Linked DNA regions of Mus musculus: region 1 is linked to region 2. A link is a contact called in public promoter capture Hi-C data. All regions are on one chromosome and are shown on one strand. Each heading gives the region's core, a stretch centred on a gene start, on an enhancer-like site or on the middle of the called end of the contact. The rest is flanking DNA. Distances are from core to core; before and after follow the strand shown.

The links. Promoter capture Hi-C pulls out the DNA fragments that hold promoters and counts their contacts.
Region 1: a promoter capture Hi-C map of liver shows a contact between it and region 2, with 5 times the contacts expected there. The contact joins the promoter of Abcc2 here to the promoter of 4933411K16Rik in region 2. A contact is called at or near these places in 4 of 39 promoter capture datasets (hematopoietic stem and progenitor cells, liver and pre-B cells).

Annotation. Positions count from the first base shown.
Region 1 is chr19:43,780,198-43,787,437 of GRCm38.p6, forward strand. It overlaps Abcc2 (ATP-binding cassette, sub-family C (CFTR/MRP), member 2), which reads left to right and starts at 2,111. Exons shown (of 32, transcript NM_013806.2): 1 at 2,111-2,236; 2 at 3,986-4,159. The coding sequence starts at 2,207.
Region 2 is chr19:42,046,643-42,053,574 of GRCm38.p6, forward strand. 4933411K16Rik (RIKEN cDNA 4933411K16 gene) reads left to right here and starts at 5,586. Exons shown (of 1, transcript NM_025752.2): 1 at 5,586-6,932. The coding sequence starts at 5,790. The coding sequence ends at 6,704. All of the region lies in intron 1 of Hoga1 (4-hydroxy-2-oxoglutarate aldolase 1), which reads left to right.

The DNA of each region.
Region 1 (7,240 bases), core at 861-3,360, 1.7 Mb after region 2:
AGCATCCACCTGGAAAGTCAACCGGAGTGGTGGTCTTGGAAGGTGTCAGTCACAATCTTGGACTACAGCCAGAGTCAAGATGAATTACGCAATCTCTCTCTGTTCGATCTGTGTCGTCGTCCCCCCCCCCCCCCCCCGGTATCTAATCTTTTGGTAGTTCGCTATCACATTTCAGGAAATGAAGTGAAGGCAATGAGAAAGACACGCGTGCTCTAGGGTCTGGGCTTGATTCTTTACCCAGGATCATCCCTGCCACATTTTCCTGATCAAAGCAAACGCAGCCATTCAAAAAGTCCAAAAGACAAATTCTTCTTTCTTCAAAGAGTTGTGAAATTTTCATGGCCACAATTTATCACCACTTCAGAAATTTTTTGACACACTCAGCTTTTTTTTTTTTTTTTTTTTTTTTTTTTTACTGAATGCCCTCCCTTCCATCAGAAATCGACACCATTCTAAAGTCCAGTAGCTATTGCTCTCGCCTCAATGGAACCATCAGTTATGAAAGTATCTACTGAGTTTAAATGCCTCTGGGGAGTACCACTGGTTTTTTTCTGGCTTAGGACTGTGACAAATGTAGCAAATCCCTCAGTTTAGAAAAATAAATATGTTTCTATTTTTTTATGTTATATTTCGCTAGCAGAAAGTGAAAATGTGATGCGCTGAATATCTTCAGATCTCCTTTTAATTAGAACATCCTGAGTGAAGACATGCCTGCTGACATGGCAAACATCACAGACTGAAGGATTATGTTTTTTTGCAACTGGTTTTGCAATCAACACAAACACAAGTTTAATTCTGAAGCTGAATAGCAAAACTCATTTATAATGTCTTATTTGAATAAACAAGAATATAAGTCAGGTGTGGTGGTGCTCAGAAGACACAGGCAGGCAGATCTCCGTGAGTTCCAGCCCAGCCTGACCTACAAAATGAGTTCCAGGGTTCCACATTGAGATTGTGTCCCCAAAAGAAAACAAAACAAAACCAAAAAAAAAAAAAAAACCCAAGATAAGTAAAGAATATATGAATTGTTTCTATTACCAACAAAACAGCATGTCTTAACTGGAGGGAGAGAGGCTATGCGCAATTGGCATAAAATTTCAGTTTTGCAAGATAAAAAGTTCTAGAAATTGGTTAACAATATAAGTCCACTTAGCACTGCTGAATTATATACTTAGAACTCATCAAGATGATATATTTTATGTTATGCACCTTTAAATGCTACTACACAAATAATACTTGATAATTATGGAAAAACAAAGATACAATAGAAAATAAAAAGAGCCAGGCGGTGGTGGCACACGCCTTTCCCAGCACTCGGGAGGCAGAGGCAGGCAGATTTCTGAGTTCGAGGCCAGCCTGGTCTACAGAGTGAGTTCCAGGACAGCCAGGGCTATACAGAGAAACCCTGTCTTGAAAAAAACAAACAAACAAACAAACAAACAAACAAAAAGCAACAACCAAAAAAAAAAACCCTACCTAATCCTGCCAATAAGACTAACATTTTATTGCTCAAATTATGTTCATTGATCCACAATGCTTTCGCTCTTTGATATAACTTGACTTTTTCAAACAAAGTTTATATTACTTTAAACCGTGTTTTATGTTTATCATAAGTTCTTAATCAAAAAACTCAGAGGAGCCAGGCATGGTGATGCATGCCTTTAATCCCAGGACTTGGGTGGATATCTGTGAGTTTGAGGCCACCATGGTCTATAGAGTGAGATCCAGGACAGCGAGTGCCACACAGAGAAACCTGGTCTCAAACCAGACAAAACAACAATCAGAGGTATGGGTATTTAACATCTCTGTGAACTCTTAACCGAGTTCAAACTGAAGTAAAACCCCACATGCAGGGATGCATAGGTTGTGTACTGGACTTCCGACCTGCCAACTGCATTAATGTCTCTGATTGGTTCTTTCTAGATTTGGTCACACTACAGGGGCAGGGCTTTGGAGAAGTGATAAGCCTCCCAGTATCTGGTGATTCCCAGTCACATGTCTGCTCACTGGGATGACATAGCATTCATCTAGCAAAGTTAACTATTAAGTTGTCAGGATGAAAGGTCAGGAGACTTGCCTTTAATTGGGCAGTGAGGATGGGAAAAGCACATTGCTCCTTAACATCTGCTTCCCTTGAGGCAGATGGTAAAGAAGAAACAAGACAATCATAGAAAGTCATCGTAACAGAAGTGCCCTGGAAATCACGATGGACGAATTCTGCAACTCTACTTTTTGGGTGAGAAATTACATTGATTCTCATGGTTTCCTCTTCTCAAACTCAGGCAAGCATGGCTATCGGTATGAACCGGTAAATTTAGAGGTTTATTTGGCCTAAAGTTCTGTTTTTTAAGAAAAAGAAATTTTAATTTAGCCACATGATTATAACACGTGGGAAAGGCATTCCTTTTTTTTTTTTTTTTTCTTTAGCATTTTCTTAGTGCACTGCAGATGATTTTCTCGGACTAGCTGCAGAAGAGCCTCTTATCAGAGAAATAAAGAAAAATGCACTTTCTTCAGTCCTAGGAAGGGAATTGTTGTAGGGTAGGAGGAAAAGAGAAGGCAAATGTCTGAGCTTTTGGGTGATGTACTGATGTAATTAGTGAAATTCCATAATGTTGAGAGGAGCAGGGAAGACATTAGATAGTCCTTAATGTGTTAGGAAGAACTTAAGCCCCCAAGCCTTCATGGCCAAGACATGAAAACTATTAAAAGGTAGCTAATCATCTCTTGAGAATCCCCTTTGAAGGTCAGGTATGGTGGGCATGATGGCACACACCTTTAATCCCAACACTTGGGAGACAGAAGCAGACAGGTCCCTGTGTGTTTAAGACCAACTTGGTCTACCAGGCAAATTCTAGGACAACCAAGGCTGTTACACACACAGAGAGAGAGAGAGAGAGAGAGAGAGAGAGAGAGAGAGAGAGAAGAGAGAAGAGAGAGAGAGAGAGGAGAGAGAAGAAGAAGAAGAAGAAGAAGAAGAAGAAGAAGAAGAAGAAGAAGAAGAAGAAGAAGAAGAAGAAGAAGAAACAGAGACAAACAGAGACAAACAGAGACAGAGAGGGAGACAGACACAGAGAGAGACAGACAGACAGAGACACAGAGACAGAAACAGAGAGGGACAGAGACAAAGAGACAAACAGAGAGGGAGAGAGAGACAGACAGAGACACAGAGAGACAAAGAGAGAGACAGAGACATACAGAGATAGAGACAGAGAGATACAGACAGAGAGACACACACAGAGAGAAAATTTCTTTTTAGAATTCTACAAATCATCTTGTCTGATACTTTGACCTTTCCTTTAGAGCACCAGTACCCACAGATCTGTTTAAAAGTATCTATGGAAAAAGAAAATCTACCTTTGTCTGATCCTGATACAGGAACTGCTACGTCCACACAACTCCGTCTCCAAGGACTCTTTATTACATGAAACTCTTGTTTAAAACATGTTTTTTGCCCAACAGTGCATTGTTATCTTGACACTGAAATGTACCAGGTCCTCTTGCTTTTGATATGAGCCTTCTCAGCCATAGTAGGCTAAAGTCATAGCATGTCTAACCATTCTGTCTGGTGTCTGCAGGTTAGAATATCTACCAGTGTGTTCAAATAGTGCTAGAAACCACGTAGCGTGCTCTTAGACCTGGGAAACTACTTTCCCCTTTGGAGAGAGGAATACTCTTTCTTCTTTCCATAATTTGGAAAATATTTTAGTAATTTTTATGCAGACTAGTCAGTGTAGACATTCACTTAAAATCACATGAAGATACGTTTTGAGAGGAGGAAAGCCACTACATGTCATTAAATGGTGACTGTGTTTTAGTGTATTAATGATGAGCCTGGAAATACACATAGTTATAAAGTAAAGCTTGTTATTGTTATAAATGTGGAGTTGAATTCAAGTTGATTGAAAGCATTTGGAGAATGTTGGGAGAATGGGATGTCTTTTAAAAGTATGTACCCACCAGTCTTTCCCTTTTGGTCCTCCAGAATCTCTCATTATTGAAAAGTCCGGAAGCCGACCTGCCTCTTTGTTTTGAACAAACTGTTCTTGTGTGGATTCCCTTGGGCTTTCTTTGGCTCTTGGCGCCTTGGCAACTTTACAGAATATACAGATCCAGGACCAAGAGATTTGCTATAACTAAATTCTACCTTGCCAAGCAGGTACAGTAACTCCACTGTTTTCAAACTCTAAGTCCTTGGTGTAGTGGTGGGCCATTTTCTTTGGGGTTAGTGTCCTTGTCTTAGTCTCTAACCAGTTTGCCAGTTAGTTAATCCTGCTTCAAGTAGGGCCATGCTATGGTCCTGCCTATGTCTCACCGGCCAGATTTCTTAGCCAAAGTAGCTTTGGTTTTTGTATGAGAAGAGTGACCCTGAATTCTCGTGGATATTAAGTTCTCTAAGCACAAACGAGGGGTCAAATTAGCATTATCTTTTATGGATTTGAGGTGTGAACCTCTTTAATAAATCAAAAGGCTGCTATACAGTCGGCACCTACCCTGAGATGCAAACGAACTATATAGCAAATCTTTGGCCCCAATGCCCAACTGTCACTTACGTCACAAAACTTAGACCTAAAATGAGGGTTTTACATTTTTCCAAAGTCTTTCATCAGTTAGGACGAGCACTCATGGTGGAAATAAGGGTTAGATTGAACGTTGACCAGTCACAGCAGGGAAGGGATGGGAAGACCATGGGCTACAGCAGAGATCCCCCAGAGAGTGAAAGAAGTGGATCTCAGGGCGCTCTAGTAGCCAACGTGGTCAGCGGTCTGGCGATACTGTGAAATCACCTTATAAAATCTACCATCTGTTTCCTCTACTGCCTTTCATCCTGTCCTCTTTTTGTTCTTTATATCCTCTTTTTAAAAGAGGCTTTTAGAGTTTCTTGTTTGATGAGTTTATGTACCTGTGGCCAATTGTTATCGTGGGATTTAGAGGTGATAACAGTAGGAGTCACATGAACCCGGGGATTGAGGTGGGGCTGGGAGCTGCAGGCTGGGGGTGGTAGCTGGGGGGCCGGGACTGGGAGTGGGTTTTTGTCAAACTTTCAAAAGGAAAAGAGTCCTCTTTGAGAGTTTTGTCAGGGTCACTGTCCCTTTGCCTGTTTAGGTGCCCAGCGCAGTGCTTTGTCACCAATCTCCTTGTTGGTTCAATGCTGGTATCAAATGCGCCCTAGTTATGCGGTCCGAGTCAAGCTTGTGTTAGACGATAACTGGCTTCATGCTTTAGTATCTTTATAGTTATTGTCAGTTAATTCAGGAGGTTTCTTCTGTTTTTCTTGAGTTTCCAAGGAGAGAGTAGACAGTGTGCAAATCAGACTCCAATCCTGCTAAGATCTGTTAAGTTTTAAAAATCCACTTTTTCAGATATGGTTCATGTACAATATAATTTTCGCCTTTAAATACAATTGAGGGTGGGTTTTTTGTTTGTTTTGTTGGTTTTGTGTGTGTGTGTGTGGGGGGGGAATGTGTGTTTTGTTCTTTATATCCACAGATATATCCACCATGGTCGACCTTAGAACAGTTTTAGTCACTTGAGGAGAAAGAAATCCTTTAATCTCTGTCTCTCTTACTTCTCAGTGGAACTAATTTCCTCATTGTCTCTGATGTACGAAGGGAACTGTGTGGTATGCAGTCTTGCAAGATTGGCTTCTCTTAGCATATTGTTTCAAGTTTCAACTTTGTAGTATACTTAATGCTTAATACCCTTTTATGGCTAAATAGTATTCCAGTTTATGAAGATATAGAGAGCTAATACTATCTAACATGTTTAAGTTGAAAGTACAAATCTCTACGGAGAAGAAAAAGCAATGTCTCGCTCCCTCCCAGGAACCCCTCATCTACCCACATCTTACCCAGTCTAAGACCCATTTAAAATGTGTTTTTAAGGTTTTGGCCCTTATTCTGAGGGTGGTAAGCATAGATTTAACTTCTTAAAAATTTTGAAATGTTTGGTTCTTTCTCTCAAATAGTAGAAGCATAATTCATCCCAAGTTCATTTTTCTGTGAAAATCTCCATCCAGTCGTTTTCCGTCACATCCTCTTCTTCTCCTTACCTTTGGGCTGTTGTTTGTTTGTTTCTTTGTTTGTTTCATTTTGTTTTGTTTTGTTTTTCCTTTCTTCTCCTCCTGAGTTGGCTCTGCTGCAGTTGTTTGGTCTTCAGTATGGTGCTTTCTCATCTGGACTTGGGTCAATCTGATTGAGCAACATGTAACTGACTTCCTAGGTTCGTTTAAAGGTTCATCTTCAAAGAAGGACACAGAAAACAGGAAGCAACCAAGCAGACTAAATTTAAATACAAATATTTGATGGCTGTGGCAGCGCTGAGTCAGAGCAAGAGGTACAGAAAAACAAAGGAGCTCAAACCAGTAAGATATGGGGATATAATTACAGACGTATACGATAAAACATTGTCCACCATGTCCTGAAGAGTTTTAATAAGTAAGGCTGAGATAAGAGAATGGAGTTTATTACAGCGTGGAAGGGTTTAGCTAAGTAAATGAGGTATGTGTTGGGACGGGACGGGGGGGGGGGGGTGGGGAGGGGGAGGATCCAGTAAGAATGCTGTGTTATAGTAGGCAGGCTTCTGGAGAAGGTAACCACTGAGAACTGTGGGACAGAAGGAGGTGCCCCTGTCAGGGGAACGTGGGAGTAGGCACCCCCAGGGATAGGGCAGATCTGGCTGCTGCATGTGTCATTCACAGAGCTCTGAGAAAAGAGGGTCTTGCAGAGGAGGAGACCGAAGTATGAACGAACGGTCTCCTCCTCAGTACCAAGGAGACGCATTGCTTTATGGAAAGCTGAACTTTACATACACAGAAGTAACATCGCATGGACTCAGCAGGCTATGTTTAGGGATATATATATATACACATATACATATATGCATGCAATATGTGAAATTCCCTAAATTTGAAGGTGAATGGAAAAGGGAATGAGGAAGGGTTTGGGGGTGGAAAGAAGAGGGAGAAACACAGTAATCTCAAAAATGAACAACCACAGAAAGAAAGAAAGAAAGAAAGAAAGAAAGAAAGAAAGAAAGAAAGAAAGAAAGAAAGAAAGGAAGAAAGGAAGAAAGAAAGAAAGAAAGAAAGAAAGAAAGAAAGAAAGAAAGAAAGAAAGATAGTTGAATTTTAGAAAGTCCTGGTCTAAATTCTAAAAAATTACAGATCGGAGCAAAGAATATTGAGTAGTCAATGAATCATTAAATGGCTGTGTTTTTCTGCTGCGCACTGAACTGTGTG
Region 2 (6,932 bases), core at 4,336-6,835:
CTAACACATAGCTGAGCTGAGACTTGAACTGCTGACTAGAAGCTCTGTTCTGCCCACTGATTCTAAGTTGTGGGATCTATCTAAGACTATCCCTACAAATGTCGTTTGGTGGGTACCAGCTTGGAAAATGGCTTCCCTCTGACTGAGAAGAAGGTACAAGCTAGCAGCTAGGATAGTGGACTCTAGTTTCCAGTTGCAGTTTTGCCAGTGGTCTTACTCCGTGGGATACTCTAGCCCTGTTTCCCCATATGACACACGGGAGTGATAATGCTCTTGCTGTGGGGCAGCCAGAAGAAGAATCTGGAAGAATGTGAAGAAAAAGAATGGTATAGATTCTATAGTGCTATAGATTGGAAGGGATAGACTCTTGGGAAGTCTCAAACCCTGGGAGAACTATCTGAAGGATCTATTTAATATATCAAAGCGGACCTGGCTGCCAGGTTCTCCCAGCCTCCTTCAGTCCCTACCTGTTACAGGTATGGCTGGCATACCCCACCCTCTAGTTCCCTCTTTCCCCAACTCTCCAGCTCGGGGGCTGGGCTGCCCTATCCCAGAGGCTCTTCTCTGTAGAGTGCAGCCATTTTGGTTATCCACCCCTTTCTTTTACATCTTGGCCCCTGCACCTGATTCCCTTCCCTCCCATCCCCCGTCCCCTCCTTCCTCTCCTCAGTGGCTCAGGGTCCTGGTCACTCTGGACTCTCCCAGATGTTTCTGCCTCTGGCTATGCTCTCCCTTTGACCTACAATGAACTTTTCCCTCCACCACACCTAGGAGCAGTCATGCCCTTTTTCAGTTTTTATTTTTTTTTTTATTTTTTCATTCAACACTGTAGCAAAACTGCTTGGTGCTTGGTGACAGTGACCACTGGCCCAGGTGAGCCCACTTCATAGCTCAGGACCCAGATGATGTTTGTGAAGGGACAGTGGCCTTTGGGTGCACGTTCTGAGTGAGCAGGGGATAGCATGGCTACTAGAACTTGCTTATGCTGGCCTGGAGGGATAACCCTTAGCTTCAAATTGAACACTGTGCTTCAGCTTAAAGATCAAGGACACTTAGTGTAGGGGCCAGAAGACTGGCTTCTGTATCCATTGTGTTTCTGAAATCCTGTATTTAGGATTTCACAGAGATCTCCACAGTTGTCTTTGAATTCCCCCTTTGTCTCTCTAACTCATGCAACCAGCATCGGGTGCCCTGGGCAGGTTTGTTGTTTGGTTGGTTGGTAGAGGGAAGGATTTGGCTTCTGGGTTCCTGATGCTGTCTGATTCCTCCATTCACCACATAGCAGGAGATTGGGGCTTTGGGAGGAAGGCGACCAATCTCTGAAGTTGGAAGACTCCTCCTCTGGCTATTATAGCAACTGAGAAATCACACTCAGGCTGGAGAGATGGCTCAGACATTAAAGGCTAGGCTCACAACCAAAAATATAAGAGAAATCACACTCCCTCTGTAGTCCAGTTTCCTTACTTGAGAATAGGAGCTAAGCCCTCAGGATCTTAGCCAGTGGCTCAGTATAATTCCCCCAAGATAGGCAGCCAAGATAGGCTGGCACAGAGGACGAAGAGTCAGGGGTGTCTTTTCAAGGTTCTTGCACTTAGCCAAACATTGATATTTCTCTTTCTGGAATAGACCTTGCAATCTTAACACTCAGGAGAAGATAAAGACAGTTGCCAAATGCTATTGCTACTTTGTATCAGTGTGGGTAACAAGCCCTCCAAAGAGGTGGGAACCTGCCCTTGGTGCTTCAATGAACACAGAATATTCTTGAAGGCTTAGTCTGAGACTGTGAAGTTATTTGTTTTGATTTGTTTTTTTTTGAGACGGGGTTTTTTTCTGTGTAGTCCCGGTTGTCCTGGAATTCCCTCTGTAGACCAGGCTGGCCTCGAACTCAGAGATCCCTGCCTCTGCCTCTCAAATGCTGATAAAGTATTGTTAATTTGTGATTGTTTAAATGAAGAGTATTCCTTTAAAATAAAAGTTAAGGACGAGATGGCACACTGGGTAACGGCTCTTGCTGTCAAGCGATTTGTTAAGTCCAATCTCCAGAATCTATGTAAGGTGGAAGGGGAGAACTAGTTTCTACAAGCTATCCTTTGACCTCCACGTGCATGCCATGGTACACATGTCTCTCCCCTCCCACAAATAAATAAGTGTAAAAGGCATTTTGGGGGGACAGATTAACTAATACTTTATCAAATGTGTTAAAAAAAACCCACAATTATTAATAAAAGGACCATGCAAAACCTTTAGCCTCTGTTTATGGAAAATACATGTCAGTTCTGGGTCACAATTGTTCTGTTGAACTACCAAAAAAACAAATCATAAGAAAGTATTGAAAAGCTATGCAATGGCTGCTTTTAGTGTCAGCTACAACAGACCAACCCCCATTAGCTGTTTTGGAAAGTGAAAGTGGGCCTTAGTTTGTAGATAAGGGATGTCTCCAGTAGTTAAGAAAATTATAGGGGGCTGGAGAGATGGCTCAGGGGTTAAGAGCACTGATTGCTCTTCCAGAGGCCCTGAGTTCAATTCCCAGCAACCACATGGTGGCTCACAACCATCTGTAATGGGATCTGATATCTTCTTCTGGTGTGTCTGAAGACAGCGACAGTGTACTCACATACATAAAATAAACAAATAAATCTTAAAAAAAAGAAAAGAAAAAGAAAATTATAAACTCTGCAAAAGTTTGTCAGTCTTATATAGAAGCAGGAAATGGTGTCAGCACCACAGTAGGCATGGGTCTGCTCTTATGTTTTCCTATCTTGTGCAGCATGCAGACTTGATGTTGTGCTCAGCTATAAAAATGAACCTTGAATAAAGGTTTTTATAATCATAAGTTTTAAAAAAAAATTTAAGTAAAGGACTGGAGAGCACTGACTGCCCTTCCAGAGGTTCTGAGTTCAATTCCCAGCAACCACGTGGCATCTCACAACCATCTGTAATGGGATCTGATGCCCTCTTCTGGTGTGTCTAAAGACAGAAACAATGTACTCACATACATAATAAATACATGAATAAGTAAATAAATCCTTTAAAAAAATTAAGTAAAATAAAAGTTATAACCAAATATGGTGTGCCTAAGCCGTACTCGAGCAATGACAGTATTGATAAACTAGGAAGGGGGAATCTCATGGATTCTATCCTCAAGACAGAGACAGTTAACTACTGACTGCCAAGAGAGGGAGAATTAGCCTCTGCCAGGATGAACCTTAATTAGTTTTCCAGTGCCAAGTGGTCAGCCTTGAAGTCATGGACATATGGACTCTGCAGGTTGTATTTCTGATATGCAATGGTTATATGTATATCTGTGTCTATGTGTGTGTATGTGTATATATATATATACACATATATGTAATAATAGAGAAAAAGAGAGCCGGGCGTGGTGGCACACGCCTTTAATTCCAGCACTCGGGAGACAGAGGCAGGAGGATTTCTGAGTTCGAGGCCAGCCTGGTCTACAAAGTGAGTTCCAGGACAGCCAGGGCTATACAGAGAAACCTCATCTTAAAGCAAAAACAAAAACAAAAACAGAAAAAGAAAAAGAAAGAAAAACAACAAAATAAACCCAAAACAAAACAAAACAAAAAAAGAAAAGAAAAAGAGGCCATCTGTCTGAGGAGGAGAGAGAGGAGAGACATGGAAAAGGTTGGAGGGGAGAAATAGAAGAGGAAAGTGATGTAATTATATTTTTATTTAAGTTTTTTATTAAAAATAAAACTTTTAGCACATTATAACCAAAGGCCAGCAGGAAGAGTTGACCAGGAGGGCCAGTGGCCCTGGACTTACACCTGTCAATAGTCTCACAGGTGGACTTTGAGTTGTTATTTCCAGTGAGGTCAGTGGACAATCACAGGGCTATTTCAGCAAGGCTGGAGAGGTAAGGTCCCCAAAGCTTCTAGCTGTGCCTTATTCCTTCCCCACATAGAATCGACCAGAGTTTCTTCTCAAAGAGAAAACATTTTTGTGTATATAAAAAGCATTACTTCTTTAAAGGAAATGTTTCAAATAACATTTTTTTTGAGGCAGGTAAGAGGTTGGAACTCACTTTGTAGACTCAGCTGACTTGAACCCACAGAGATCTGTCTACCCTTGCCTTCTGAGCGCTGGGATTAAAGGTTGTGTGCCACCATGACTGGCAACAACTTTTAAAGACTATTTCCTTTTTAAGTGTGTCTAGGTGTGTGTCTGCATGTGGGCGTGGGCATGTGAATACAGGCACCAGATAAGGCCAGAGGTGTTAGATCCACTGGAACTGGAGTTACAGAGGACTGAGCTGCTGGACGAGTACTGGAAACCAAACTCAGGGCCTCTAGAAGAATAGCAAGTGCTCTGGACCTAGCTTTCCAGCCTCTCAGATACCACAACTTTTTTTTTTTTTCCAGCCAGGGGGTAGTGCAGAGTTAGGTGGATATGAGTTTGAGGCTAGCCTGGTCTACAGAGTTAGTTCCAGGACAACCAAGGTCACATAGAGAACCCTATCTAGAAAAACAACAAAAAATATATTTATGTTCATGAGCTCTCTGCATGTCAGAAGATGACATCAGATCCCATATTAGATAAATTGTGAGCTGCCATGTAGTTGCTGGGAATTGAACTTAAGACCTCTGTAAGTGTTCTTAACTGTCTAGTATTTTTTTTTTTCTAGCTACAAACAACACAGCTTCTCCAATGCCAACATTTGGCATTTTTTTCTTTCTTTCTCTCAGATAAATAAACTGTAGCTGTTTTCAGACACACCAGAAGAGGGCATCCGAACTCATTACAGATGGTTGTGAGGCACCATGTGGTTGCTGGGATTTGAACTCAGGACCTTCAGAATAGCAGTCCGTGCTCTTAACCGCTGAGCCATCTCTCCAGCCCCCATTTGGCATTCTCTAAGTGTGCTACTTGCCTTGAGGGAAACAGTAGCACAGGCCTGCTTCTAGCCCCATATACATAGGAGTTACTCAAGATTGAGCAGGCTAGCCAGGCTCAAAACTTTGTCATGTTTATCAGGGGGCAAATTCTGTATCTGCTGGCTATTATTCAGGCAAGATGTAGCTTAATTACCCTGGGATGGCCCTGCAGTCAGTCCTACCTGCTCTGCTTTCTCAGCCTATTCTTTGTTCTCAATTGTGACCTCACATTGTTCCATATGAGCCCCTTCCCGGACCCTTTCCCTTCTGGACTCTTCCCTGTAATAGAGCTAGGGATATTGTGCTGACAGCAGAGATGGGTCGTGGGTATTGAGTACAACACTTATTGACCAGGGATGGATATCAGTCTAATTGAGTGGTCCCAGTTTTTCATGGCCAAACTGACTCAGTATCCTCTATCCTGTGGCGGCCACTAGATCAGGAACAGGAACAAGGGAAACCGAAGACTGGAAATTAAGCAGAACAGAAGAGCAGAGAGCCTTGGAAGTGGGAGGCAGAAGAGTTAAATGATGCTATCTTTCTTTCTATGGAGAAAAGGAGACAAGACCTGATCCTTACAGGAAGCTTGCCAGACTAGGTCTGAGTGATGAGGTGGCCTTGCCTCACCCCACCCCCAGCTGCCTTCCTCACAATGGGGCTCATTGCTGAGGTGTCAGAGGGCATCCTAGGGAGGGCGAGGCAGGGGCCTGCTTGCCAGATACCTGCAGGGCTCCGGTCCCTTCAAGCATGAACCTTACCATCTGGGCTCCAGCACTCCCACTGTGCTCTTAGTTCTCTGTGAGGCCTAGGGCCCTGGAGGACTTCTTGGGGTTCCTCCAGCAACCATCATGCAGGGTGGTGCTGGGGACCGCTCTCTTGCTCGGAGGTGGAGGCCTCATGCTGTGGGCTCACAGGAAGAAAAGGAAGGCAGCCACTGAGACTACAGAAGACAAGCCTCTGGAATCCCACCGAGCAAATGACAGCTGGATCAAATCTCACTTCAGCCGCCTATCCGAGGAGAGGTTGCCCACCTACCGCTATGTCAGCAACAATGGCCACTCACCTGAAAGCAGGCATGGGGAAGTCAATACCACCCTCCACGTGGATACCCTCACCACCAAACACGGAGAAAGGGGCGCGGCTCTGCACCGAGATTCGTTTGCCAGCAAACAGAAGATATCTGGAAGCTCAATGACCAAAGAGATGCAGAGGGAGTCAGGGAAGTCCCCGTCCATGGAGGATGACACCTGGGCTGCTGTGGCAGCTTGTACGAAGGAGATTGATGCCAAGGGGCATCGCGTGGCTAACTCCATGCTGCAGCGCTCCACAACTCACCGTCGTAAAGGCCATGCAGAATCCAGGAACATCAGCCCAGAAGAGCTGAAGGCTCTGGAGGAGGTGGAGATAAAACTGAAAGGGAATTTCCTAACTCACCATGAAACTGGAGTAGCTGGGGCCAACCAATCGCACACAGTCTATAGCCAGAGTCGCCATAGTAACCAAAGCCACCATTCCTATCCAAGCCACCAGAGCAACCAGAGTCATCCCGTTTACTCCAGCTACCAGGGTCATCATCCAAGTCACTTGAGCCCCCAGAGTTATCCAAGTTACTCAAGTCACCAGAGTCATCCGGGCCACTCCAACCACCAGGGTCATTCAGGCCTCTCAAGCCACCAGACTCATCTGGGCCACTCCAACCACCAGGGTCATCCAGGTCACTCGAGTCACCAGAGTCACCAGGGTCAGCCAGGTCACCCAAGCCACCAGAGCCATAATCTGCCCAACCGCAGAAACCCAATCTATGGCTCTTGAAACCATGTGTCCCTGCCCCCCACAGGGCTGGCTCTCATACATAGGCCTGTTTTCTCTTCTATGGGGAAACCTACGCGGTCAGGGTAAGAGACTGCCAACCAAATTCCTGCTGCTTCTGGCCCCAGCAGAGGTCATGAGGGAAGGAGGAAAGGACGCAGCTTCAACAGCCCAAAGGCCCTGATGACCCACGAGAGAAGACAGGAGGCAGATTACAGGAGCAACCACAAG